Linked DNA regions of Mus musculus: all the other regions are linked to region 2. A link is a contact called in public Hi-C and promoter capture Hi-C data. All regions are on one chromosome and are shown on one strand. Each heading gives the region's core, a stretch centred on a gene start, on an enhancer-like site or on the middle of the called end of the contact. The rest is flanking DNA. Distances are from core to core; before and after follow the strand shown.

What was found. Promoter capture Hi-C pulls out the DNA fragments that hold promoters and counts their contacts. Hi-C and Micro-C count contacts between places; a contact is called where the count stands out from the background. Capture Hi-C pulls out chosen DNA fragments and counts their contacts.
Region 1: a contact with region 2 is called in a Hi-C map of B cells, with 5 read pairs. The contact joins the promoter of Capg here to the promoter of Eif2ak3 in region 2. A contact is called at or near these places in 1 of 484 Hi-C or Micro-C datasets (B cells) and 1 of 115 datasets of contacts at active chromatin or transcription factors (pancreatic cancer cells).
Region 3: a contact with region 2 is called in a promoter capture Hi-C map of liver, with 3 times the contacts expected there. The contact joins the promoter of Tgoln1 here to the promoter of Eif2ak3 in region 2. A contact is called at or near these places in 2 of 39 promoter capture datasets (erythroid cells and pre-B cells) and 1 of 9 other capture datasets (liver).
Region 4: a contact with region 2 is called in a promoter capture Hi-C map of pre-B cells, with 3 times the contacts expected there. The contact joins the promoter of Vamp5 here to the promoter of Eif2ak3 in region 2. A contact is called at or near these places in 3 of 39 promoter capture datasets (the C10 cell line, cranial neural crest and pre-B cells) and 2 of 9 other capture datasets (adipose tissue and liver).

Annotation. Positions count from the first base shown.
Region 1 is chr6:72,547,449-72,553,907 of GRCm38.p6, forward strand. It overlaps Capg (capping protein (actin filament), gelsolin-like), which reads left to right and starts at 1,825. Exons shown (of 10, transcript NM_001042534.3): 1 at 1,825-2,053.
Region 2 is chr6:70,840,646-70,847,077 of GRCm38.p6, forward strand. Eif2ak3 (eukaryotic translation initiation factor 2 alpha kinase 3) reads left to right here and starts at 3,870. Exons shown (of 17, transcript NM_010121.3): 1 at 3,870-4,376. The coding sequence starts at 4,081.
Region 3 is chr6:72,611,203-72,618,600 of GRCm38.p6, forward strand. It overlaps Tgoln1 (trans-golgi network protein), which reads right to left and starts at 5,798. Exons shown (of 4, transcript NM_009443.3): 1 at 5,475-5,798; 2 at 4,322-5,247; 3 at 2,870-2,953; 4 at 1-908. The coding sequence starts at 5,520. The coding sequence ends at 903.
Region 4 is chr6:72,377,880-72,384,500 of GRCm38.p6, forward strand. Vamp5 (vesicle-associated membrane protein 5) reads right to left here and starts at 2,589. Exons shown (of 3, transcript NM_016872.4): 1 at 2,502-2,589. The coding sequence starts at 2,504. It overlaps Gm52494 (a long non-coding RNA gene), which reads left to right and starts at 1,403. Exons shown (of 3, transcript XR_003956310.1): 1 at 1,403-1,894; 2 at 2,018-2,225.

The sequences.
Region 1 (6,459 bases), core at 575-3,074, 1.7 Mb after region 2:
GGGACATCTTTCAGGAACCATTTTGTCCTTTTATTATAGGTTCTGAGGATCGAACTGTGGCCATCATTGCAGAGCAAGCATTTTTACTCACTGAACCGTCCCAGTGACTGCATTTAATGTTGAGAAAACAGTTAATTCTCTCTCTCATGGTATTTTAGCACACAGAACACATTTATCTAGAAGGCATGGGGGTGTACACTGTAATCCCAGTCCTCAGATGGAGGCAGGAGGATCACACATTTGAGGCTAGCTTGAGTTATGTCTTCAGGCTCAGTCTCAAATGAGCAAGCAAATACCAACTCCCCATATCCACTCTGTGCTCTGTTTTCTCCAGGCTTTCCCCTAGCAGCCTCCGAGATAGGTTAGGCTGGTCTGATGGTTGGATAATTAGCAAGCTTGCTTCGGTGCTACCTGGGCCAGGGCCATGACTCTGAACACTAAACTCTATGGCTTAGTGGACTTATGGATCTGACTGTTGACTAACATTCTTCCAGGATGGGCCTGTCAGGGTCCCTGGACATTGAGTCACCCAACTGTAGCTGCTCCTTAGGTGCAAATATTCCTGAACCTCTCAACCTGTGAGTCATGAATCATTTGGCAAAGTTTTATCTCTAAAGTATTTACATTACGAGTTATAACAGTAGCAAATGACAGTTATGAAGTAGAAGGAAGATAATGTTATGGTTGGGGGGGTCACCACAACATGAGGAACTGTATTGCGGGGTCACACATTAGGGAGGTTGAGAACTGCTGACCTAGGGATTAGGAGGGAATAAGAGCCTCCTTGACTGAGCGTCCTGTTTTCTATGTGACTTCGGGCTGTGCCCCAGGGTAAGGCTTTCCTGGGGCCAGCAAGTTAGATCAGACTGATTCTATATTATGGTCCTGTGACTGTGCGAAGGGAGCGGCTGTTGCTTTGGGTTGAGCTTGAAACCATATGCCCTCTGTCCTGGAACTCAAGAGATCCACCTGCCTCTGCCTCCCGAGTGCTGGGATTAAAGGCAAGAGCCACCATGCCTAGCTAAGGGGCATAGAGAGACTTCATGTTTCAAGACACCTTGTGTGGTGCCTCATTACATGTAAATCACTAGTGTTCAGGAAGCAGAGGCAGGATTCTCATAGCATTGAAGCCAATCTGGGCTACAGATTTAGTTTCATAGCAGCCTGGGTGCCAAAGTGAGACGCTGTCTCAGTAAAACAACCAAACAACAGTTGGTCACGATGGTGCACTTTTGTGATCCCAGCATCCGGGAATCAGAAGGGTCAAGTGTTCAAGACCAGTTTGAGCTGCCTTTAGAGGCTAGCCTGACTACATGAGAGCTTGTCTCGAAAACAAAACACCAAAATGAACACACATACACACACACACACACACACACACAGAGAGAGAATGTGTCAGGGCCTCAAACACTCTCTTGGAACTTTGCTTCAAAAACAGACTGGTTTACAGAGAGATTTCCAGGACAGCCAAGGCTACACAGAGAAACCCCGTCTTGAAAAACCAAAAGGAGAAAGAGGAGAAGGAAGGAGGAAGGAGAGGAAGAGGGAGGAGGGGAAGGGGAATGGAGGAGGAGGAAGAGGAGGAGGGAGAAGGAGTAGGTCATCATCACATGTACTCAGGGCAATGAGACAACTAGTCAGGGGGAGGAGGAAAAAGTAGTGTAGGGCCAGTGACCCAACCCAGGAAAAGTGACTAACCAGCCACAGCAGGGCCTGAGCAGACTCAGGCCTCTGCCGGGGCTAGTGAGTGGAATGGGACTTTCCTTGCTGGTCTGACTCTTTAAATTGTTCAGAATCTGCCTTGCCCGAGGCCGCTGTGATGAGACCTAGTCAGGCTTTAACCTCCCAGTGACCATGTCTGAGAAATAGCAGCCTTCCATCCGCATGGCCCAGCCTTGGAGCTGGCTTTCCTGAGCCCTTAGACTTCTGAGTACTGAGCCTCCCCATGGGTGGGGCAGGTGGGTGGGGCAGCCCAGTGGCGAAGAGGGAAGTTAGAAGCTAGCTATCGAGGGGCAAGCTGAGACGAGTTTGAGAAGAAAAGGCCCGTGGAGAGGTAAAACTGGGAAGGGCTCTGTAGAGAAGGGACTAGGACTCTCATGAGTGGGTAGGTGAGGGCTGGCTGCTAGGGTCCGGGAACAGGTGGGAACGGTGTCCCCAGGCGTAAGTCAGCTCAGGTCATTAGCTGTAGTTTTGCAGCTGCAGAGTCTTGAGTGGGTGTGGGTGGGATGTGTTCTAGCTGCTGGGGAGGAGCTGAAGGGTCTGGGCTCATCCTGGTCTGTAGGAGGTGGTGTCAGACCTGAGAGATCCCCAGAAGCCATCAACCTGTCGGGAGGTGAATTCAGATCTGGTGGTGTCTGTCCCCAAGATAGCACTATCCTGGGCCCAGACAACTGGAAGGAAGGGAACTGAGAAGGAACAAGGTAGGTTCAGCTACTTGAGGGACAGTCAGCCAGCCCCCAGTTAGAGGGTTGGCTGGGGACCAGTGTGGAGAGAGATGAAGGTAGAATCTGGGGGTGTGGGGAGCGGGATCTGCTTTGGCCTGTCCTGGGGGTTCAGAGCCACTGCTGTTCCCACTTCTAAGAGACATTGGCCACAGTCAGAAAGTCCTGGGCTTCTTGAATTGGCCCTCTATTTCCTCCCTAGGGCCGCTATTTCAGCTCACACTAACGGGGCGGATATGGTCTTTGAGGGGAAGTGACCTGTTGTGAGTCAGGGTCCAAGAGGGCAAAAATAGCCCCAGTTTTCCTCAGTACTGGGCCACTGATGCACATTGATAGGATCAAGCATTTTGTTGGAGGTAGGAGTGGACTCCACTTCTAAGCCCCCAGTGTGTCCTTAAAAGGTATTCTAGCCAGAGTTAGCCAGCAGGGCACACATCCTCCCCCCCACTGCTCACGACAGTCAGATGGGCCTCGTTGCCCTCTGGCTTTCTGCTTCAAGGCTGCTCCAGGCCTTGCCTGGATGTCGAGATCCTAAGCAATCCCGTTGGTTTTCATCTAGTCCAGTCATTGGATCTCAGCAAGTTAGGACAATCAGACACTTTTCCGGGCACAGTCAGGTGTGTCCAAAGGTCCATAGGCAAACTCAGCTTCCTGCTCCAAAGGTGCTTTCATGTCTCGGGGAGAAAGCCAGCCCCTAAAACTCATCACATTGTGGCACAATGGGGGAAAACGGAGTCCTCAGCAGAGGTGGCCAGCTGTGATGTAGCTCAGTGGTAGAGCATTTTCCAGCTGTGCCCTGTGGCCCTGGGTCTGGTTCCCGGCATGCTTCCCGTTCCCAGTGAAAGACACAGAGGCTGCCTGTGAGGTGGTGAGTTTCCCACCACCAGAAGCATTCAAGAGGAGGATGGCGAAGTGAGCCACAGAAGAGGGCTCGTTCGTGTGCGCTAAGGACTATCTAAGCACTAAAGCCTCTTCTAATGCCGGTCTGTGATTATGTGACGGTCTGATGGGGAGGAAGTTGGTCTGTGGTTTCTTTGGGTATGATGGCTCCCCACTTCCTGAACCTTCTAGGTAGGCCATAAGGCATGGACTACTCCTCATGCTGAGCCCCCCCCCCCCAACAGATCTTGAAGGAATGGAAGTGAATAATAGACTCTGTCATGAATGCTTGTGATAGGGTAGCAGGTGTGCCTTGCTGTTGTTAGCACAAGAAGGTGGCCAGATGTGCTCTAAACCTGCAAGCAGAGGATGATGTGACAATGGGGCTGGGAAAACTCCCACAGGAGCTAAGCCTACCGAGCGGTCGTTTATCCCACAGACAGCTAGGGTTGACGTGTGCCCACAGGGATGGAGGGGCTGTGACACGTACATTGTGGGAGCTTGAGGAGCGGTAGGAACAGGTCACAGGGCTGAAACGAGGAGACAGGAATGGAAGACCCTTCCCCAGGAAAGCCTGACCAGAGCAGGACCTCGAGCTGACGGGAGGGCAGCCGCAGCCCCTATCAGAACCTGGAGCTTCTCTCAGGCTCTGCTACCCAGCCTCTGTCTATGCAGCCTGGTTTTAGCTCAGCTCAGTGTCCCCCATGCACCCCACTCAATTCCTTGGGAGCTGGAATTGAACTTGGAACTCATGCATGCTAGGCAAGCATTGTGCCCCCGAGATCTGTCCCTCGCCCTCTTTCTACTTTTTGTCTTGAGATTGGCCACATTATATTGCACAGGCCTTGAACACACTCAGCATCTGAGGCTGGCCTTGAATGTCTGATAAGTATCTCAGGTTATCAATTAATGGGGATTATATATAGGTTTACACCAGCCTGCCTAGCTTTGTCAGGGGTGTTAAAAGCCTTCCTCTCCACACAGTTGCAGTGCACCAGGTGTTAGACCAAGCTGCTCCCCATAGACCTCACTGCACTAAGGATCACTTTGAACAGCTATTCAGTACACTTGCAGCCTGTGGAGGCAGTTTCTCCAGGCCTTTGTATGCAGTGGTTCTGTTGAAGAATAACTTAGGGGCTGGGGATGTAGCTGACAGTAGAGTTTACCCAGACCTGAATTTGATCTCTAGCTTTGCATAAACCAAACCTGCTGGTAATCCAACATGGGGAAGGGGGCGAAGGCAGGAGGATCAGAAGTTTAAGGTATCCTTGGTTACCTAGTGAATTCAAGGCCTGCTTAAGGCTACAAGAGACCCTGTGCTGAAAGAAAAAGAAATAAAGGGAGAAAAACTTACTCCTTGATACTTGATAAAGAAGGCTTTAACAGGACAGTCACTAAAGTATAGGGACCACAGTACCGGGGCCTTGCAGTGTGCGAGAAAGACTAGTCTTAAGACCCAAAGTAGTGCGAGAAAACAAGACTTAAATCGTCTAGAGCTAGCTGAGGGTCAGTGCATGGAAAATTACTAAAAGGAAGTGCCAGGGGGGTGGGAGGTTCTGTCAAACTAACCTAACAGGATTCTTGCTGAAGATAGTCAGGATGATCAGATGGGGGAGGGGGGGGATGGTGCAGGCTGAGGAACCAGATCTGAATAAAGGAGGATGATGGGTTAGGGATTATGGGGATTTGCAGCTGAACTGATTTTTTTCAAGAATCTTTGGCAGAAACTGGATTTGACAAGGGGGTACACAGAAACGTCTAGAAGGTTCAGATGGAGTGATGGAGTTTAACCCACCATGGCGTGTGTATGTGTGTGTGCTCGTACCATGGTGTGCACACAGTTAATTAACATCCGAGCCCTGCAGTGACTTGGAGCGGAGGAGGACATATGGTTTTGAGTTCCGGCCTAATTTCTTACTTGGTAACCCAGAACTGAAAGCAGTAAAGCCGTGGGCTCAGTCTGTCTCTGTCTCTTCCTGTGCTTGGGTTTGGGGCTGACTATTCATCAGTTCCTGAGTCACAGGCTGGGCTGCCCATAGCGGGGTGTGTGGGGTGTGTGTGTGTGGGGGGGCACACCCCACGAAGTTCCCTCCCTGCGGGAAGTGTCACGCCTTCCTCTCTTTGGGAGGTTGGTCCTGGGAAGGAAATGGGTGATTCCCCGGCTTCATCTTTCCCCAGGGCTCTGCCTCCTGCTGTTCCCTACGCAGACTCCGCCCTCGGCACGACCCCGCTCTTCCGGTCCTCCGGAGCGGTCTGTAGGAGCCGCTTCGTACTTGTGTGGGAAACTTGCACGCTGAATTAAATGCTGACGACATATGCTCTCTGCCTTTTAAGCCTTAAAACAAACAACAAAACAAAACAGAACAAAACCGGCCTGAGACATGGCTCAGCGTACAGTAAGGGAGCGCTTGTAGCTAATTAAGGGGGACCGACTGCGTTTGCAGTCCCCCCCCCCCAACTCACTGGTCACATTCATTTACATATTTATTACTTTAGTGTGTGTACATGTACACTCAAGCACACATGTGCATGTACCACAGTACATATGTGGATGTCAAAAAAGAAGCCAGCTCCCGACAGGAACAAATAAAAGGAAGGGCGAAGTTGTTATGATCGCATTTTTCTGGAGTTATAAAACAAGGCTGGTACATCTAACAGAACGACATGACAGCTTTCCTGTGCTTTCTCCCTTACTACAACTTCTTTTACCTGAGAAATATTTTCTCTTGCTTTACAAAACAAAGGTGGCATTTGTCATTCTGGAACTGGAGGATGCTGGGAACATCAAGGGATAGGTACTGCCAGATGAGAGCAGTTCCCCTGGGAGAGAGCTGGCTGGGAAGGAGAGCATCTTATGAGGGTTTTGTTTTTAGTAGACTTAAAGAATACAAAATTCTGCTTAAGGCCCCCATCCCCCTTCTCTCTTCCTCTTCCTAGCTAGCCTGGAATACACTACGAAGACTAGGCTGGCCTTGAGTAGGCAGAAAGCCACCTCCCTCTGCTTCTGAGTGCTGGGGTTAAAGGCTCTAGTTCTCTCTCTTCACAGGGTCCCAGGCTGGCATCAGTTTCTCTCTCTCTCTCTCTCTCTCTCTCTCTCTCTCTCTCTCTCTCTCTTAAAGAATTTATTTATTTATTTTAT
Region 2 (6,432 bases), core at 2,620-5,119:
TTTATTTTTATAAATAAATTAAACATATGCCTAAGCACGAATGTCTGCCTAGCTTCAGGAGAACAAGGACTACAGCTGTTTTGGTCACATTCTTATTAATTAATGCATTAATTAGGTGCCACAAGATACTCCCTAACTTCTAATGAAATAAATGTATGAACAACAACAAACCATTTACATCATTTACAGATAGCGAGCAGGCTCCCAGCTCATTAGCTTTCATTAATAGCCTTCTTCATACCCTGATCACTTTGTGAAAAATTTACAAAACCAGGAAGACAGTCTCCACTAACATAGAAACATCAGCTCATTTTAAGTGGGCTGTTATAAGCTGTTTAAGAATCGTTTTTCAACTGATGCTAGTTTTCTGGCAACTTCCTCATGTCATTTGTTATAATCTATCACATATTTTTGAGTGAGCAATTAGTCAACTAATTGGGTTGAGGTTTTTTAAAAAAAAATCTGCTTTATGTTTCAAAATAATTTTTCTCCATGGATGCCTCCTAATCTCTGCATTCAGAGTGGCAAGCCGAGCTGTTTCTATGTCCTCAGACAGTCTAGGATATTGCTTCCACAACCCCCCTCTATCCTTCTTTCCACTTGTTTATTTCCTCTTCATCCTGGAGTATTTATTGATTCATCCGATAAATACTCGTTAAATGCTTAGTTCAACTACTTGAACTTAAAGCTGCATTGGTGAGCAAATGATCAGAAACCTTACATGCAAATAGAGGTACTCGGGCAATTGACATAAAAATAGTACACGCAGCATTTAAGTCCAAGAGAAATAAAGCAGAAAGAACATAGGGAATGAGGCTGTAAGGATTTCAGTTCAAATATGGTGGACAGGAGGTGCCTCGTTGGGAAGGTAATATAACTTTGAATAGCATGAAAACACATCTTGTGGGTGTCCAGATGTTTTATATTGAACTCTGTCCCTCCCCACTACATCTGTATGCTGAAATCCTAACCCCTAGTATCTCAGAACACAATTTGGATGTAAGAGCTCCCAGGATATGATTAAGTTAACCTGAAACCCCAGTGTGGGTTCTAATCCAGTATAGCTAATGTTTTACCAAGAATAAAAAGAAAGGAAGGAGAAGTTGCAAAGTGTTTAAAAGTGTGCATTGCTCTTGCACAGGACAATACTTTGGTTCCCAGCATTCACATCAAGCAGCTCAGAACCACCTGTACCTCCAGCTCCGGGGATCATATGCCTTCTTCTGACCTCCACAGGCACTGCGTGCGCTCACACATACAAACCTACACAGAGACCCACATACACACATTTTAAAAATAATTAAAGTGAAAATTTTCACATTAAAATTTACACACACACATAAATAAATAAATAAATAAATAAATAAATAAATAAATAAAATGGTATTCTCCCCGCTCCAATTCCTCCTCACCTCCTACTCACCCAACTTCAGGTTTTCTTTCTAAAATAAAAACAAAAACAGGAGGGAAAAAAAACACCAAAAATTAAAGCAGACAAGCAAACTGGAAAAAAATTAAGATAAAGACCTCTAAAACAAAACAAAAAGCACAAAAAATTAGCATATGCTTTGTCTTAACCAGGTAAGTACTCCTAGGCATGGGCCCACCCTGGAGTGTGGCTGATGTACTACCCAGTGAAACTCCATTGGAGAAAACTAATTTTCCCTTTCCCAGCAGTTATCTTGCAAATAGTGTCTTGCTTAGGGGCGGGACTTTGTATCCACCGACCACTGTCAGTGCTGGGTTTTGGTCTGGTTCCAGCCTGTGCAGATCTTTTGTATGCTGTCAGTTTCTGTTGAGTCCATGTACACATTAGTGGCACCGATGTTCTGGGAGTGGCCAATCACTTTTTGATTGGATTTAAGGCCCACTCCATAAGGTAGAACCCATAGCTGATGCTGACATTGTAGTGAAAACCTGAAACTAGACAGTCACATACTTAGGGGCAAATCTACTATTATTATTGTTATAAGGACATAGCAATAAAGCGACTACTGATGACATATTGCTATATCGTCAGTAGAGCACCATTCACCCTCATCAGAGAAGCGGCTTCTTGCAATAAAGACAGAAATTAACAAAGAGATCCTCAACTGAACAATATACAGAAAGTTGGGTACTCTGGAGCTCTCAGTCCTAAATAGGATATCTGTATCAAACCTCTCCCCACAAGGCTGTGTTTTGCACAGAAAAGATGGGAAGATTGTCAGAGTCATAGGTAGCAGGTAACTCCAAGGGAAGAGTTTCTTCCAGACACAACAGTACCAGTATACATACGAGCTTAAAATGGAATCTTTAAAAATAAATAAAAAGAGAAAGGGACCATATGAGCAGAGGAAAGTTCACATGAAGAAGCAATAGAGTAGCCATCTAACAAACCAAAAGGGGCCTCAGAAGAACTCGATTCTGATGGCTCCCGATGGAGGAATTCTAGCCTCTAGAACACATATGCTAGAGGGAATTTGCTATGACAGCCCTGGAGAATTAATATACAGGGCAAGAACTTCCGGTCCTTGGCTTTCATCCTAAGCAACACAGGGTAAGTTGAAGGTCATATCCTGCCCTGTAGGGAAGCAGGAAAACAAGGGACAAAATGTCTCATAGAGGAAAGGCTGAGTTCCACAGTGGAGGACACTTAGGAGGAAAAACGGGACTCCTCTTCGAATTTATTAAAACCATGTGAGTGAATCAGAGCAATCTGGGTGGAGCTGAGGAATACTAATGCCTGTGCAGTGTGTGTGAGATGAGAGAGGACAGGAAGACAAGGCGCTTTAGAGATTTGTTGTACAGAAGAGAGAAGGAATGTGGTGAGAACTAAAGGGAGAAATGGGTTTATAGGGATTGGGGCTGAGTGGAAATTAAGTGTGCTTCATGCAGATGGAGACCAGCGTACACAAACTGCCAACATCATTAAAAATCTTCCCAGTGTTTGGTTGGTGTTCTGAGTACACTGCTGAAGGATGCAACTTCTTACTCTTCCACACACCAGCTCTGAAATCTTCAGGGTATTCGCAACTACTTTAAGAGAATTTTAAACGCTTTGGTCAAACATTTGAACCTTCCCCACTTTGGTCGTTGTCGTTCTATTTCTCCTGAGGGCAGTGTAAAGCATGCCAAACCAACCGGGAGACTTAATAAATTTTTGTGACTGTGTGACCTTGTGCAGATTACTTCAAGTGCGCCAGGCCTGGGATCCTCCTTTATAAACAGGTTAAGAGGCGTTCCGGGCGCTCTGGGTTATCTGTTCTACAGATCACTGTCATCTCTATCAAAGCTGTAATTGTAATTCTTAATACCTTCCTAGCCACAAATTGGGCAACTCCTGAACTTCTAAGGACACATGACCTGTGCAGTCACTTTCCCCCAACTCTCATCCCTTCTTTCCAAATAAATTCGGCTTGGGAATAGCAAAAGCATCTATCCCTTTAAGATCAGCCACCTCCCGGCCACCCGGGACTCCTTTCCACTCTTCTTCCTTTCACAGGGGACGGTCCTCTTCACACTCAGAATCGGCCACGTACTAAGTGCCGCTTCCAACCAATCAAGAAGCAGTTAGCTCAGGCCTTTGAGGAGCATCCACTTTCACCAATAATCTCCAAGCTTTTCCCAGCGCCTCACTTTGAGGGGCGAGGCCAATCAGGGAATGGACCAATCCGTTCCAGAAGTGGCATTAGGGAACTGAAATGATTCACCAATCGCCTAAGAAGACTCTGGGGAGGGGCATTTCTCATTGGCCGTCGTTCCCGGAAAAGGGCCGGACTGCCACAGGGAAAACTACAATTTGATTGGTAGGTATAATGTTGACAACAAGGAACGCGTCTGCCTGGCTCGGAGTGGCAAGGCGCGCAACCAATCGCAGAGCAGACGCACGGAACCCTCGCTCAATGGGCGATGTCTGCACAAGGCTGTCACTCAGGTGGCAGTGGCTGAGACGTGGCCGGGCAGCTCTGCTGCTGCGGCGCGAAGTCGAGAGGCGGCGGGGTCCGTGGCGCGCGCTCGCAGTGCTCCGAGGCTCCGAGCGGCGAGACGGGCGGGCGCCGACGGCAGGGTCTCCATGCCCGCGCGTGGGGCGGGCCGCTGATGGAGCGCGCCACCCGGCCCGGGCCGCGCGCGCTGCTGCTGCTTCTGTTCCTGCTGCTGGGCTGCGCGGCGGGGATCTCGGCGGTCGCGCCCGCCCGCAGTTTGCTTGCTCCCGCGTCGGAGACAGTGTTTGGCTTAGGGGCAGCGGCCGCCCCGACTTCGGCCGCGCGGGTGCCTGCGGTGGCAACGGCCGAAGTGACCGTGGAGGACGCCGAGGCATTGCCGGCTGCCGCTGGCGAACCGGAGTCACGCGCGACGGAGCCCGATGACGACGTGGAACTGCGGCCTCGCGGCAGGTGAGAGGTTGGGAACTAGGGTCGGGGCACCTCTCGCAGGGATGCGAGTGACTGCGGACAAAGCAGAGAGCCGCGACACCTTCCTGTCCCACTCTGAGCGCCTGCCTGGTCCTGGCTGTGGGAGGGCAACAGCATCTTTAAAGGAGGATGAGGGATGCCTGGAGAATGCAACACCCGGCTTAGGGAAGAAAGTCACTTCCCCGCTTTCATTGTTTTCGGGCTTTAACCATATGCACTTTACACTCCCATTCCCAAATACTTGACTCGTTCTGTCCTGATTCTGTTGCGACAGGTAAAACGACTTTCAAAAGAGATGCCTACATTTATCCTTCAAATACAAGTCTGTTGTGGCTCCTGGTCGAGGGTTTTGATTTTCTGTTTCTCTAATTGAGATATGCGGGAACACCTGCATCAGAATTACCAGGGGGATGCTGGTTAAATGGACAGTTTTCTAGGCTCCGCCCCGGTTTTACTAAACCAGACCTTTTCTGGGTAAGAACAAGCACTCTCAAGAGCTCCGAACACACTTAGAGGTTAAAGTTTAAGGAGTGTGCTTGGGTTCTTTTATCCTAGCAGCTTTTTGATATTTAAAGGGGGTTAGCATAGTTTATTTCAGTTGGATTTCTTAGCCTTATAAACATACAAATTCAAGAGACAAGTTTTAAAGCAATTTTCAAAGTCTGCACAGAATGTAAAATACTTTAATAAAGTATTTTTCAGATAGCATGTGTGGAGAAAGTGGCACTATTTAATAGAAAGAATGCTAAAAGAGCATTAGGTAAATTAAGAGCTGCATCTAAATTAGAACATATCTAAGTTTGTAACATAGTAGTTATAGATTATAAAAAGTATCAGAACCTTGATCTAGGTACCCAGTGATTACCAGAAATAAACAGGGCAAGCCCTAAAATTCTCCATACACCATTTGAATAGTTATATTTAAGAATGTTTAAGTAATAAAGAATACAATTTCATCTATTTGCGAATGTATGAACTCTCCTAGATGAGTGAAACAGCTGTGAAGAGTAAATTACACGAAGTAGAGAGAACTATTCTGTTTTCCTTAGAACACACACCTGCAGCAGCAGGGACTTTCTAAAGCTGAGCAGAACCCCTGGGGTTATGGAGGTAGAGCAGGAAGCCTCTGCTCTTGGAAGGAATACGCAGTCAATCCAGCAATCGGGATGAAGCAGAAGGTCCTAACTGTAGGGCGGTTCAAATGAACAGTAGAAAGCAGTACAAAGGAACTGTCATGGGTGATGCACAGTTTGCTGGTGTATGCTGTGTAAGGCAAGGGATGAGGTAGGTTTATAGATAAGAAATGGCTGTGACAGAATGATTTGGTTCTTAAAAATGGGTAGAATTCTGATAGATGGTGGACTTAAGACAGCAAGAAGAATGGGGGTTGGAAATTATATTGAGACCATTTTGGGGAGCGTGTGTGCGTGTGTGCGTGTGTGTGTGTGTGTGTGTGTGTGTGTATTCTTCGCCTAACAGCATTATCACTTGGAACCACGTTAGACCTCCAGAATCAAGTACCTCCCAACCTACTAAGCACCTGCCTTGTAATAGATCACTGTGTGATTTATATACACATTAGTCTGAGAAATCTTAATCTTGAATGGTCAGGTCTATTTCTCTAGCAACAAGGTTTACTGAAACAAGGTAAAGATACTAGTATTATATTCCATTACTTGGGACTAATATGAGAGATAGTTGAAGCAAAATCTTAGTTCCTAGCAAGTGAGTTGGTTCTTCATCTCTTGATACAGCTGTATAAAGATCAAGAGTTAGTGGCCAGAAAATGATAGCAAACAGGAACATCAAGAGGCTTAGAGAATCTGGGAAGAAAAGGTAAGGGATGTTGGTCCTGATGCCTCAGAGATTTAGGTCATCCAGATTGATGCTTGCCAGGAAGATGGACATGAAAGACTTCAGCTAAAGGGAAGGCAGACAGATAGCTACAGTTATAAAGCAGAGAAGGTGCCCACAAGAAAGCCCCAGGAAATCTTATAGACAGCAGCAACATAGCTGACTAGGTTGGAGTATAGGACTG
Region 3 (7,398 bases), core at 4,548-7,047, 1.8 Mb after region 2:
CAGTTATCTCAGGGAACCTATTTAGTTTCCTACAGTTTCATGACCAGATATGACAGGATAGGAAAGATTTTCCTTATTCCCTGCACATCTTAAACAGCAAGGAGGAGTGTGAAGAATGCAGTTAGTTTCTAAATATCTATCTACTGCGGGCAATAAAAGCAAAACTCAATTTGTAGAAAACCTCTTTCCTGCATACTAAATCCCTCCTATGTGTTTTCTTCCACAAAGCATGAACCTGTCCCTTTCCAGGAAGTTCCTATTGGGGTGAATGTATGCAAGAACACACTTGTTCAATGATCATTTTTTTAAAAAATCCCATCAAACAGTGATTTTACTTTCAGAAGCCTCGAGTCCCTTTTATGCTAGTACAACTAGCATGCAAACTTTCAGAGAAATATACAGACTATCAGATGGACCAGACTTTAACACTCTTTAACCTGCTAGTTTGGTTTGCAGCTGAGCCTTCTGTAGAGAATAAGTATTCAACCCCATCTCTGCCCATCAGTATCCCACATAACCATCTACATCTTGTCTAGAAAGCACCTCTCTACAGTTTGCGCCTAGAGTTGCAAAGATAAAGAGGCTGTGGAAAGGTGGTCCATTGTGTGGCCTGCCTAAGGTGGGGTCTTCCTTTGGTCACATCCATTTTTCCATGTGCTTCTTCCGTTTGCACTCCAAGGAAGAAAGGATGATGGAACACGTCAGCATACAAGGAACACAAAAGTAAATAAAACATCACCAGAGGAGAGTGTCATCAAAGTGCCGGTGCAAAACCTGAAGCTATCCCATCTCTGCCAGCCCAGACTTGCCACCAAACCCCAGAGGAGGTCACAGTCTTTTCATTTCTCTTCATTGGGAACAAATCAGCAGGGAGGACACGGTTCTTGCAGACAAAGTAAAGATCAAAGCTGAAACGAGAACAACACACTCGGTTGATAACACTCATCTTTTTCAGGGAGATATGTCAGTAAGACAAAGTCATCCACCGCCATTAATAAAAGTGCAGGAGTCACAATAGTGAGTTTTAAAGTCAATTAGAAATAAGATATGGTGAGATGGCTCAGTGGGTAAGAGCACCCGACTGCTCTTCCGAAGGTCCGGAGTTCAAGTCCCAGCAACCACATGGTGGCTCACAACCATCTGTAACAAGATCTGACGCCCTCTTCTGGAGTGTCTGAGGACAGCTACAGTGTACTTACATAAAATGAATAAATAAATCTTTTAAAAAAAAAAAAAAAAAAAAAAAAAAGAAAAGAAATAAGATATGGACCTGAAAGTTGTACATTTAGCTAATATGGTGGCTCATGATCTGTAATCCCAGCACTCAGGCTGAGGCAGAAAGATCATGAATTTTAGGCCAGCAAAGATTACATCATGAGTCTTAGGCTATAGTGAGAGATTATCTCAAAATTAATTAACTAATTAAATGCTGACAGGAGAGTAAGAGGTATTCTCTTCAGCAGGGTAGCCACTGCTAAGGTGTCCATGCTCCTGGGAACAATCCCACTGAAACTCACTGGGTGACTTTTAAGAAAAGTAGGCTGGGGCTGGTGAGATGGCTTAGTGGGTAAGAGCGCCCGACTGCTCTTCCGAAGGTCCGGAGTTCAAATCCCAGCAACCACATGGTGGCTCACAACCATCCGTAATGAGATCTGACAGCCTCTTCTGGTGTGTCTGAAGACAGCTACAGTGTACTTACATATAATAATAAATAAATAAATCTTTAAAAAAAAAAAAAAAAAAAAGAAAAGTAGGCTGGAGATAGCTAAGCACCTAAGAACACTTGCTGCTCTTGCAAAGGAGTGGAGTTTGTTTCCCAGCACCTACATAGTGGCTCACAACTGTCCTTAACCTTAGTTCTAGGGATCTAACTACCTCTTCTGGCCTCTACTGGCACGAGGCACATATATGGTACACCACATTTGATGGTGAGCAGACAGAATTACTGGCTTCTACTTTATACTCTCTTATATTATTCTGAATAATTTTCATGCGTATTGCTTTCTTCCTACTAAAACAAAATTAAGGAGGAAAAAATGTTAAAGTCAATTATGAAGGAAAGTAGCAGAGCTAGAGCTAACTGTGAGGCTGACCTATTTTTGACACGTGTTCTGAGCTGAGTGGGTTACTCTATACTGCTGTGAACTCTTCCATGTAGGAACCATTCCCATCTCAGTCATCAACTGTTCTTTGTCACTGTCCTTCTTGTTGCTTAACAGAACAGAGCAGGTGCCTGTTGTAGCCACCTACTATGACTATACAGTTGTCTGTGGGGAGAACCTTCTTCAGCTCCTGCTACTGTTGGAGGGGAAAAGGCTCCTCTCCTGGCAGAGGCAGACTGGCCACAATCAGGAGGACCAGCCCACAGTGAGTTTGCTTGAGGCCTATGTGCTTCTGTGCTCATATGCTTTGAGGGAGTTGTGAGCTAGGGCTTTGCTGCCCAAAGTGTGGCCGAGCAGCCTTTGGTGATCCCGCCAAAATGAGGATGGATAGGTTCTATGCCATACTCAGTGAATCAGACTTGGCTTTTATCACAATATTCAGTGTTTATCACAGTATTTGTGTGACCAGAGCTCAAATAGTGAACAAAGTGTTTAAAAGTGTACAGAGTTACTATCAGGTGCTAGTGTTGTCTCTGAATGAAAACTTAGGAAGAAAACAGATAGAAATCACATTTCCACGCAGATCTGTTTACCTGTCAAATGTGAAAATACTGAAAGACCTCTTTATCTCTACCTTTGTAGATACATATGTAGGGTATGGATGGTCCTATTTGCCATCAAGGGCTAGGGACAATGGCTGCAGCATGCCCAGAATTGGCCCAACTGAGGCTGCATATCCCTCCTAGACCTGGCTTCTCCTTCCTTACCTTTAGGTTCAAACGTTGGTAGTCACTGGCCTTTGGCCTCCGAGTGACTTTGGATCTTTTCCCTTCCAGAGCAAAAGCAATAATCTGAGGGAAGGACAAAGAAAACAGAATAACATTTGACTCTGTAATGCTGTACTTCATTCAGTTCCTGAAATCAGAAGCACTTACCTAGATCCACAGAGAGGCCTATTTAAATCACACACACACACACACACACACACACACCCCACACACACTTTCTTTCCAGTGCTGGAGTGCAATCGTGGCATTGTGGATACTAGGCGAATGCTGTGCCAAGCATGTGATATGTGATATAGCACTATAGTAGAACAACTGTCTAGCATGCAGGTCACCTGTGTTCAACCTCCAACACCACAAAAGTAATAAATTGTAAAGATTTTAAAAGGGTTTGGTTATAACAAAATCCTTTATACTACTTAATAGGGACCAAGAGAGCAGGGTGGTGGTGATGCCTTTAATCCTAGCACTCGGGAGGCAGAGGGAGGCGGATTTCTGAGTTCGAGGCCAGCCTGGTCTACAGAGTGAGTTCCAGGGCAGCCAGGGCTATACAGAAAAACCCTGTCTTGAAAAAAAAAAAAAAAAAGGACCACGAGATGGAGGCTGAGGCCCGTGGAAATCTTTATGGCTTAACTGTGGGGCTAGAGTTAAAGGTCTACCAGTTCTTTTGCCAGAGTTCTAGGTTTAAGCAGGGTGGGGATAATTACTGATTGTTTCCTATCCACAAACACTTGCTTTGTGCCCACACATTGTTTCAACAACTTTTCTCTAATTTACTGCTCTCAACATGGACATTTAGATGTAAATGAAGAATGTACACTCTCCATTCTTTATGCCCAAAGGCTATCACAAATTGAACTCTTCAATAAGTCAAGTTACTGAAATTGTCTTCTAAATCTCATGGCTCAGTAGGAAATACAATAATTTTGTCATATAGAGTTGTTTCTAAAGTTGTTTCATGGGTAACACTTTAACCCCAAAGATGTGTACATTTGTGCAATTTCAACTCTTGTTGGTTGGCTTTCTACTTTTGGTGTTAGTAACTATGTAACTGAAAACATTCTTCCTGCCTCCAGATGGAAGATGGTTGGTATAGAAGCTAGAAATGGTAAACTATCTTAAGCCTGGAAAAGGGGGAAGAGGTCTACATATCAAGAGGCTGGGAATGATCTGAGTTCCAAGTTAGGGGAGGGGAATTACAGTTAGGTCAGGTCATGACTCACGTCCAACTTGGCACTTTACAGCAGAACTGAGAGGAAACAAGTCACATGATGAAAACACCTGATTTACAAAACTTAGTTTTATAAGCCCCAGCAGGGTCTATGGAAAAAACAAGATGATCTTAAAATTCTCAAAGCTCACAGGCAGATGAGTGACAGATAGCTGTCCATGAACAAAGAACTTAGGGTCCTGGAAATCCCAGTCCCCTCTTACCTTTCGTTTGTTGTGGTAAGCAATATAGAGGACAGCAACAAGAACAGCAGCGGTCACTAGATATGCAAAGAAGTGGCTGCTCTCTGCACTGGTGTTTCCAGAACTGTCCTTATAAAGATCATCCTTCTCATTCTTCATAGAGTCTGTAAGTGTCCCCTCTTGGTTCTCACTGGAGGAAGGGCCCGGCACCTTTTCATTCTCTTCTTCAAGTGGTGAGCCTTCTTCCGGCTCTGTGTCACCCTCTTCAATCTCCTTGGTTTCCACGTCTTCAGTAGGCTCTGAAGACTTATCTCCTTTCTCTGGCTTTAAAGAGAAGTCAGAGTCCCCTGCCAGTGTTTCCCCAGATTCAGTTTTGGAAGTAAGTGTTGGTTTTTGTCCTTTTTCAGTTGGCTGGACTTTGTCAGTCTTCGAAGTCTCCGTATCTGGGGAGATTTTGGAGGTGGGCTTGTCCAAATCAACTTTCGTGGACTTGCCAGAATCATCTTCTGTGGCCTTATTCGAACCAGCTTCTGTGGGCTTGCCAGAATCACCTCCTGTGGGCTTGCCAGAATTACCTCCTGTGGGCTTGCCTGAATCTTCTGTGGAGCTCTGATCAGACTTTTCCAGTTTGGGGTTGACTGGTGAGAGGGGCCGCGCAGTTTCGTTCAACTCGGCATCCGTTTTCTCGGGCTGCCTTCTGGAATCACCCAAACTGTGATCGGTCGCGGCGGTCCGCGGCCCAGATTCCGCCTTACTGGAAACTGCTGCCAAAGTCGTCTTGTCCTGGTCTTTTTTATCTGACTTCTGCCCCTGACCGTCGGTCGGCCTTGTAGTCTTTACCTGGTTAGAAGAAGGCAGGGGAGTGGAGGACTGTTTGGAAGGCTGATTCGGAGGATTCTGAGAGTCACCTGAGTCGGCGTCTCTCTTATAAACGGACGGCAGAGCTCCTGAAACAAACAGAAAAAACAAAAAACAAAAAACAGTAAGTCCTCGGAAGAAGAGAAGCGGGCTTGACTTCTGAGAGCCTAGCGGGGATGGCCGAATGGGAAAGCGGAGATGGCTAGAGCAGGGTCGGGCCAGACAAGAAAGACGCCGGCTCCCGTAGCGACCCACCAAGGTGAGGAATGGGGAACCTAAAGGGGAGAGTGAGCTGGGCTGGGGTGGGGGTCCTTACTCGCCACCGCGACACTCAGCAGGAGCAACGCAACCTGGAACCGCATCCTGCAGTCTGCGCTTCCGCCCTCTGATGACGTGAGAGCGGCGCACGAGATTTTCCCGAGCGTGGCCCCTCCCTTTCCGGCGGACTGTTTCTCTTCCGGCGCAGCCCCGCCTTAGGGGTGGGGCTACCGGGCGACAGCAGCCGTTGTCTGTGTGTTCCGGTAGAGTGCCGGAAGTCAAGTCCAGCTCTTTATTCCCCCCCAAGTCCCTTCTGTTTCTCAGCAGTCTGCGGGGCTCGGCGATCTCGTTCTTGTTCACTTGGCCTCGTTTTTCGGAAGCTGTTGCGACCGGCAGGTGCTGCGTCGCCTTCGCTGCTTATGATGTAGGGTCGTGGGGCCGGGCGCCTCTTTGTCGCATCCTCTGCTCGTGTTTCCAACCTCTCCGTTGCCGATGCTGCTTTCTCACTTCACAAACAAATGTACTCTCTTCAGCACTTGCCCATCTAGAAGCAAACACATTTCATCCTGATCCTAATCCCTTTCTTGGCTGTATCCAGGGCCCTCTGAATTTACCAAGGTTTTTGATTTCTTGTTTGTTCTTCTGAATTTCTATGTGTTTGAAACCATATTGCTATGTGGGCACCTGCTGCCTCCTGAGTGTTTGGGATTACAGGTGCCTCACCACGCCCCTGTTGGGCTATTTATTTATTTAAGAAATAAAATATCAAAGATTTACTATTTTTATTTGTGTATGTGTGTCTGCCACCTGTGTGTAGGTGCTCTTGGAGGCTAGATGAGGGCATCAGATGCCCTAGAGCTAGAGCTTCAAGCGTTTCAAACTCTGTGGGTGTTGGAAACTGAACTCTGTTCCTGTGGGAGAGCAACAAGCCCTGAGCCATCTCTCCAATCCAGGAAGTAAGGTACTTTGTTACTCAAACAGGAAGACCTTGAGTTTCTGATCTTCCTACTGGACTACTGGCTTGTGTCTCCAATTTATGTGGTACTAGCAATCAAATCGTGGTTCTATGCACACTAGACAAACACTCTTGTCTCATTCACCACATATATATTCTTTTTCTTTCCAAGACAGGGTTCTTCTGTTTAACAGAACTCGCTCTGTAGACCAGGCTAGCCTTGCAATCACAGAGATCCACCTACCTCTGCCTCTTGAGTGCTGGGGTTAAAGACATGCACCACCACACCACACAAGCAACACATTCTTTTTTTTTTTTTTAAGGTTTATTTTATTTATTATATGTGAGTACACTGTAGCTGTCACCAGACACTGGAAGAGGGAATCAGGTCTTGTTACAGATGATTGTGAGCCACCATATGGTTGCTGGGATTTGAGCTCAGTACCTCTGGAAGAGCAGTCAGTGGTGCTCTTAACTGCTGAGTTATCACTCCAGCCCAAGCAACACATTCTTATAATGCAAACAACAAAATAGAATTTTAAAAGAAATATACTTAAAAAAACTTTTTTTAGAGAGCCAGGTGATGGTGGGACACAACATTAGTCCCAGCACACAGGAGGCAGAGGCAGGCAAATCTCTGAATCAGGCCAGCCTGATCTACAGAGTGAGTTCCAGGATAGCCAGGGTTACACAGAGAAACTCTGTCTTGAAAAACAACAGCAACAGACATCTTTAGTGTCTAGGGAGATGGTTCAGTGCTTAAGAACACTGACTACTCTTCCGGAGGACCCACATTCCATTCCTGGAGCCCACAAGCCACCCGACAACGGTCTATAATTCCAGTTTCAGGAGACCTGACATCGTCTTTTGGCCCACAGTCACTGCACACATGAGGTGTAGAGACATACATGTCAGTAAAACATACACCCACTTTAAATGTGCTTGCTCTCTGCTCATCTGCAGATTCCTGTTTGCAGTCATTTCCTGTGTCCTCATCTATGGTAGTGCTGGATGGTTTAAACAAGTT
Region 4 (6,621 bases), core at 1,339-3,838, 1.5 Mb after region 2:
TGTGGGTATCTGGCTAAACCTTTACAATAACCCACTGAAGATAGTATTATTGTCCTTGTCTAGAGTAAGTAGGTAACCAACCTGAGGGTAGAATGGACAGAGATTCCACATGTCTAATCCCTGTGCTAAACCAGACGCACAGAAAGTGTGAGGTCTGGTGCCCCTGATGACTGGCTAAAGAGTACTAGCCACTGGATGCCAACTCTGCTTGTGTTCAAAGGAGAAAGGCCCGTGACTACAAGCACAAGTTCTGCCAGACAAATGATTCTGAGGATTATTTTAGGCTGAGCATAGGCCTATGAACCTACCTAATCCCAGTACTCAGTAGGCAGAGTTCGAGGCCAATCACGTCTATATAGTATCTAGTCGGACCTTGTCTAAAAAAATTTATTCTATATCTGGACATGGTGTCAAATACTTGTAATCCTAGCACTTGGGAGGCAGAGGCAGGAGCATTGCTGCAACTTCAAGGCCAGCTTTGTTTACTTAGGTCATTTAAGGGCAGGGTATATAGCAAGACTGCCTCAAAAAAATAGTTAACTCCATTCAGGCACTGTGGCTCAGCGACATCGTGAGTTCTGCATCAATCTGATCTACATGAGACCTTGTCCCCCAAAACCAAACAAGCAGGCTAAATAATTTTTAGTTATTTATGGTGGGGCTGGAGAGGTGGCTCAGCATTTAAGAGCACTTGCTGCTTTTCTAGAAGATCTGGGTTCCTAGCACCCACTTGGCGGCTCACGGGTGCCTAAAATTCCAGTACAAGGTGAAATTCCCTCTTCTGGCCTCCACAGGCACTGCACACACATGGTACCCCGCACACATACATGCAGGGGAAAATTCATACACATGAATAAAATCTTTTAAAATGATCTATGGTGCTAGGAAGATGCCTCCATAAATAAATCCCCTGTTGCACAAGTTTGGGGACCAGAGTCTGACTCCCTAGCACCCACATAAAAGCCAGGCAGTCTGCCTGTAATCCTAGGGGCAGGAAGAAGGGGCCGGTCCCAAGGACAAGCTGGCAGCTAGACGAGACAAACTGGTGAGCTCCAGGTTGAACCAGAGATCCCGTCTCCAAAAATAAAGTGGAAAGCTGTTTAATAAGACACCTGACATCAGCCTCTGACTTCCACATGTATCTAAACAGGCATGTGCCCAGACACGTGAACAAGCGTGCATACCACACATGCAAAAAAATATTGCTCATTTCCATCTCTCATTTTCATCTCCTCCATCACTGTTTTGTGCTATTCCAATGGCAAAAAAGAATTTTTTTCTTAAATCATTTTGACTGAATGAGTCCCAGTGAAGAAAAGGGAAAGGAAAGGGAAATCAGTTGGGGGTGGGGGTATATATGGTAGTCAGAGGGATGGGATGCAGGAGGAAAGAGCTGGAGACAGAAAGGGGGACAAGGGAAGAAGAGATAGATGATGGAGCTGGAGACAGGCTGAAGGGATAAAATTAATGCATCCCCCAGACTCTGAACCCCCAAGGTTCTCCTGAACAGCCAGATAACCTAACCTGGCGCAGCCTTCTTTTCAGAACTTCTCCTCAAGAGCTGAGAGCCAGTTGAAAGACCATCTCTGCCCTGTACTCTCGGAAGTGGGCTCTCAGCTCCAGCCCATTCTCAGAGCCTCCCTCGGTTTCCTGGTGTGGCCTCAAAGCTTAGGGCTACCTTCCTGCCACACTTCCCTTTCCTGCCTCCAGTTCCCTAGAGATGAGGCCATCCAGGCATTGCCACCCCTAGCCAGGCCACATCCATCCCATCTTAGAGTACTAAACTTGCTTCCAGTCTGGCCACCTTCCCAGGAGCCCTGGAAGGTGGGATCCAGGCATCAGTGGTCCCTGACACTTTTGTCTTGGAAATGGCAAGTCTGCAGCAGGAGTGAATGTAGGTGACTCAACTCATGATTATGTTACTAGGTAGAGGTTAGGAAAGAGTCAGCAGGCTGGGTCACAGGGATAACTTCATGGAACTTTTATAGTAAACAACTTATTTTCTCTTTTCCCCCAGGGAAGTGTTTATCTGTCAGCACGTCAGCACGGGGCCTCTACCAGGCATCTGCTCAGGTTTCCAACCCTTGGGCCAGCTCTGGCTCCTCTTAGCCTGGGGAAGAGCTGGAGAGGTCATCGCATTACCTACCACTTCTCAGCAAAGGGTTCTGAGTGCCTGGCAGCAGCGACCATAAACATCTTCTTTAACCTCTCAAGGACCCACCAAGGTAAGTATTGCTGCCCCTACTTCACTGCGCGGAAAAGGAGGCTCGTGGAGGTTAAGTAACTTGCCCGGTATTGCCGGGAGCTGATAACTGCTCCAGGAGCGTGGGAAGCTGTAGCACCGCTCACTCTGCCCCGACGGGGCGCACTCCGAAGTCTCCCTCCCCGGTTGCCTGCAAAGTTGGGGACTAGTCCGTGCGACCAGCGTGACCTATGCCCCTGGGGTTCAGAATCCTGCTTTTTGCCCCTGCACAATCGCCCTCTGCCCCTGCCCGTCTCACCATTGCCTCCGCAGCCGCCGCCGCTGCCTGCTCGCCGGCTCCGATTCCTCTGCCCCGAGCGGCCTCAGTGCCCGCGGCCCGGGAGGAAGCCGTGGGGCGGGGCGGGCCCGCAGCCCAAGAGGGAGGGGGGCGCGCCTTCTCAGAGGTGCCCGTCCCGGGCAAACCGAAAGCGGTGACAGGACCCGTGGGGCGCCTCCTACCGGGCCACAGGCGTCCGATTTCCGATGACACCCCAGCCTGGTGAATTGGGGACCGATGTCTCTTGGATCTGGGGCTGCATCAGGAGTTAGCCCAGGAGGCGTCATTCCGTCATGCAAAAAGCATCTGTGGGAGCTATGTGCTGGAGCTGACATGAACAAGCCAGAAGTATTTGCCACCTTGGTGAGTGCGTCTCACCCGAAATTAAAAACACACCAACCACTCCAAAGTTCTGATTATTTACAGACGGAACAGGCAGTATTCTGAATACATTGTATGTCACCGAGTTATACCCTTAAAAATGGTAAGCTAGGGCTGGTGAGATGGCTCAGTGGGTAAGAGCACCCGACTGCTCTTCCGAAGGTCCGGAGTTCAAATCCCAGCAACCACATGGTGGCTCACAACCATCTGTAACAAGATCTGACGCCCTCTTCTGGAGTGTCTGAAGACAGCTACAGTGTACTTACATATAATAAATAAATAAATCTTTTTAAAAAATGGACTCGCGTTGTGGAAAGAACCAACTCCTGCAAGTTGGCCTCTGATCTCCATACATTGGGGGAGGAAGATTTTTAAAATGCTAAAGTGTTGCAGACATTTCTGTGAGCTAAAAGTCTCAATGGTGTGTGGATGGATCTCAAGTTTTGAACCAACAAGAGGCAGAAGAGGCAAAGGAGAAGATGGGAGCCAGCTTCCAAAGTGGTACTCAAGCAGAGACCATCTCTTTTGGATAAGAATAAAATACAAACTACACAGACTGTCTTGAAGAGTTTCACAGCATGAGTTTAGGACAGAGTTGCAAGCTGCTGCAAGGAAAACAAACAGGTGTTGCCCAGCCTGAGAACACACACTTTCTCTTAGATTCCTGGTGTGGGCCTTGCGGGATGGTCCTCTAACAGGTGAGGAAGATGGAGTTCTTGACGAAGAGAGATGCCGAGGAAACTGCGGCTTTTCTTGCAGAACTGGGAACTGAGAAGTCCTTTCCTTAATCTCATTGGCCCGTCCCAGCCTCAGGCCAACTTCAAGGTTAAAATGAGGTTGTTTGTAAAGAACTGTGCAAAAGGTGCAGAAAGCCTGAAGACTTGTAAAGGATACGCTGTGCTCTGAATTCCACAAAAAGCTCACGGAGGAATATATTAAGTGGTGCTGTTTTATGTGCTTAATCGAAGGCTAAAATGTGAGACCGCAGAGACGGCTCAGCAGTTAAGAGTCCTGGCTGCCCCTCCAGAGGACTGAGGTTTAATTGTCAGCACCTACATGCCAGCTCACTACATGCCAGCTCACTACATGCCAGCTCACTACATGCCAGCTCACTGCGGTCTGTTAACTCCAGCTCCGGGGGATCCGATGCCCTGTTCTGGCCTCCAAGGACACGTGTCACACATGGTCACAGTCACACATGCAGAGGAAGCATCTTTACACATAAAATAAAAATAATTTAAAGAACAAAGAGTTTTTAAAAAGACTTTAGTTTTAAGGCAAAAACTCAATTGTAAATGGATGCTGGGGATGGGCTTGCCTGTTTTGCCCCAAGCCCTGGGTTTGATGTCCCGCATCATACAAACCAGACTTGGTGGTAGATGGCAGCATCGGCGAGCCAGCAGCAGAAGGGTCAAGGTTCACAGCCATGGCCTGCTGTCTAATGAATGTGAGCAGTTACTACATGAGAGCCTGCCCGAAGACAAAATAAAACAAAACCAAACAGAAAACTGAGCTGGCTCTGTAGCTATGGTTGTGATCCTAACACTTAAGAGGATGAGGCAGGAGGATTGACTGAGTTTGAGACCAGCCTGGGTCATATATAGTAAATTCCAGGACAGCTTAACCTAGGCTTCAAGGCTACAAAGTAAGACTTTGTCTATTAAAAGAAAGAAAGAAAGAAAGAAAGAAAGAAAGAAAGAAAGAAAGAAAGAAAGAAAGAAAGGAAGAAAGGAAGAAAGAGAAAAGAGAAGAAAACAACAGAAAAGAAAAGAAAGGAAAAGAAAAGAGGAGAAAAGAAGAGAAAAAAGAAGGCCATGTGAATTTGACTCCAATGTAAAATGAAAGCAGCCTCTTACAGGAAGTGCTGACTCTGGCTTTTCTCTGTTCTAAACTCTTTTTTTTTTTCCTTTCCGAGACAGGGTTTCTCCGTATAGTCTTGGCTGTCCTGGAACTCATTCTGTAAACCAGGCTGGCCTCACACTCAGAAATCCACCTGCCTCTGCTTCCCGAGTGCTGGGATTAAAGGCGTGCGCCACCACTGCCCAGCTGTTCTAAACGCTTGTAGGCCTGTTCCTTTGCTGGAGATGCTGGTGTGCTTCTAGATTTGTGTAGCCTTCCTGAGCTGCTGTGGAGAAATAGTTAAAGCCATCTTCCACCTTCCAGGCTGCCCTTGACATCCTAAATGTGGCTTCTCTTAACCAAAATGCCAGGGGCTTTTGTCCCTGGGTTGAGCCACTGTGAGGATAGACCACTGGTTTCCATGCTTGGACACATTACCTCAGAATGGGCTGGGGGTGAAGAGGGTAGGCTCACTCATGTCAAAGTAGATGGAGAGGGGCTGTTTGGTACTTTCCCTGCCCTCTGTGGAATCGAGAGCATGATCCAAAATCTGGCCTGTATTTAGTATCCCACATTTTTGACTCTCAACCCATCCCTTTCCTCACATGCTCCCAACAACAGGTTGTTTCTAATTCTGGAAAGGTTGTGTAGGAACCAAGGACAGAGGAAGCCAAGAACCACAAGCCAAGGCAGACTGGGCTCTGGAAAGAACCGCAGTGATGAAGAACCTGGTGGGAAGGAGGAGTCCAGAAGACAGAAAGCTCATTGTGCTGTCAGCCTGGTCCTGTGACATTGACTCTGACTAGCCATGGGACTCTGGGGAGGGAGAGATGCTCACCACCACTCCCTCAGAACAGCTGAGATCCAGGCCTCTATAAAGACCCAGAAAAGCAAGGATAGACAAAAGACAAACAGAACAACCCACAAAGGATACGCTGACTAGCTCCTTCAGCCTCTCTCTGGCTCTGAGTCATACCTAGGCCATAGACGAGACATGGCAGAAGTGACAAGAGCCCTTGAACCAGGTCTTACATGACCCATCATCATATCCTTGCAAGCGTATCCAGGAGGTCAGTTAAGGGACATGGCAGGGTCCCAGGAGGGCGCTGAATCCTGCATCCCACTCTAAAGTGCTATGAAGTTCTAATCCTCCTTATGGTAAGAGCTCTAGGAAATCCTTGTTCTTGTGAGTTGTGACAATGAACAGTGTGGTACAAAGAAAAACAGGAGGGCTCAGGAGAGGGCTCAGCAGGGAAAGCACTTGTTATGCAAGCATGGGACCTGAGTCCAAATCTCTAGGACCCATATAAAAGTTTTATGTGTGCTTCTTTCTGTAACCTCAGCACTGTGGAGATGGATCCCTAAGCCAAACTGATGAGCTCCAGGCTTAGTGAGTGACTGTTTCAAAAAGTGGGGTGAGGGCTGGAGCTGTACCTCAGTACAGACTCTTATCTCACAGACCTTATGCTGTAGGCTCAACCGTCAGGAAGAAGAGTCCACTAGGTAGTAAGACAGAGAGCGATAAAGACATCCAACATTGACCTCCGGCGTGCACACACTTGCACACATAGATGCACAAGCACCGGCATTCACCGATGCAGATATACACATACACATCTATACAAGAGAGAGGGAGAGAGATGGAAAGATGGCTCGTTGTTTAAGAGTGCAAACTGTTCAACAATATGGCTGCCTAAACAAGATCTGAGCAAGGACATCAACAGGCATGCTAGCACAGAGGGGGGAGGAACAACAATTCTCCAGAGTTGAGATTCTTAATTGGTTATCAACACCAAGTACTCAGCCCTGTAATTATTTACATGCGAGCAAAACCAAACACAAATCTGCACACTGTGTATGCGTGTGTGTGTGTAAAACAATG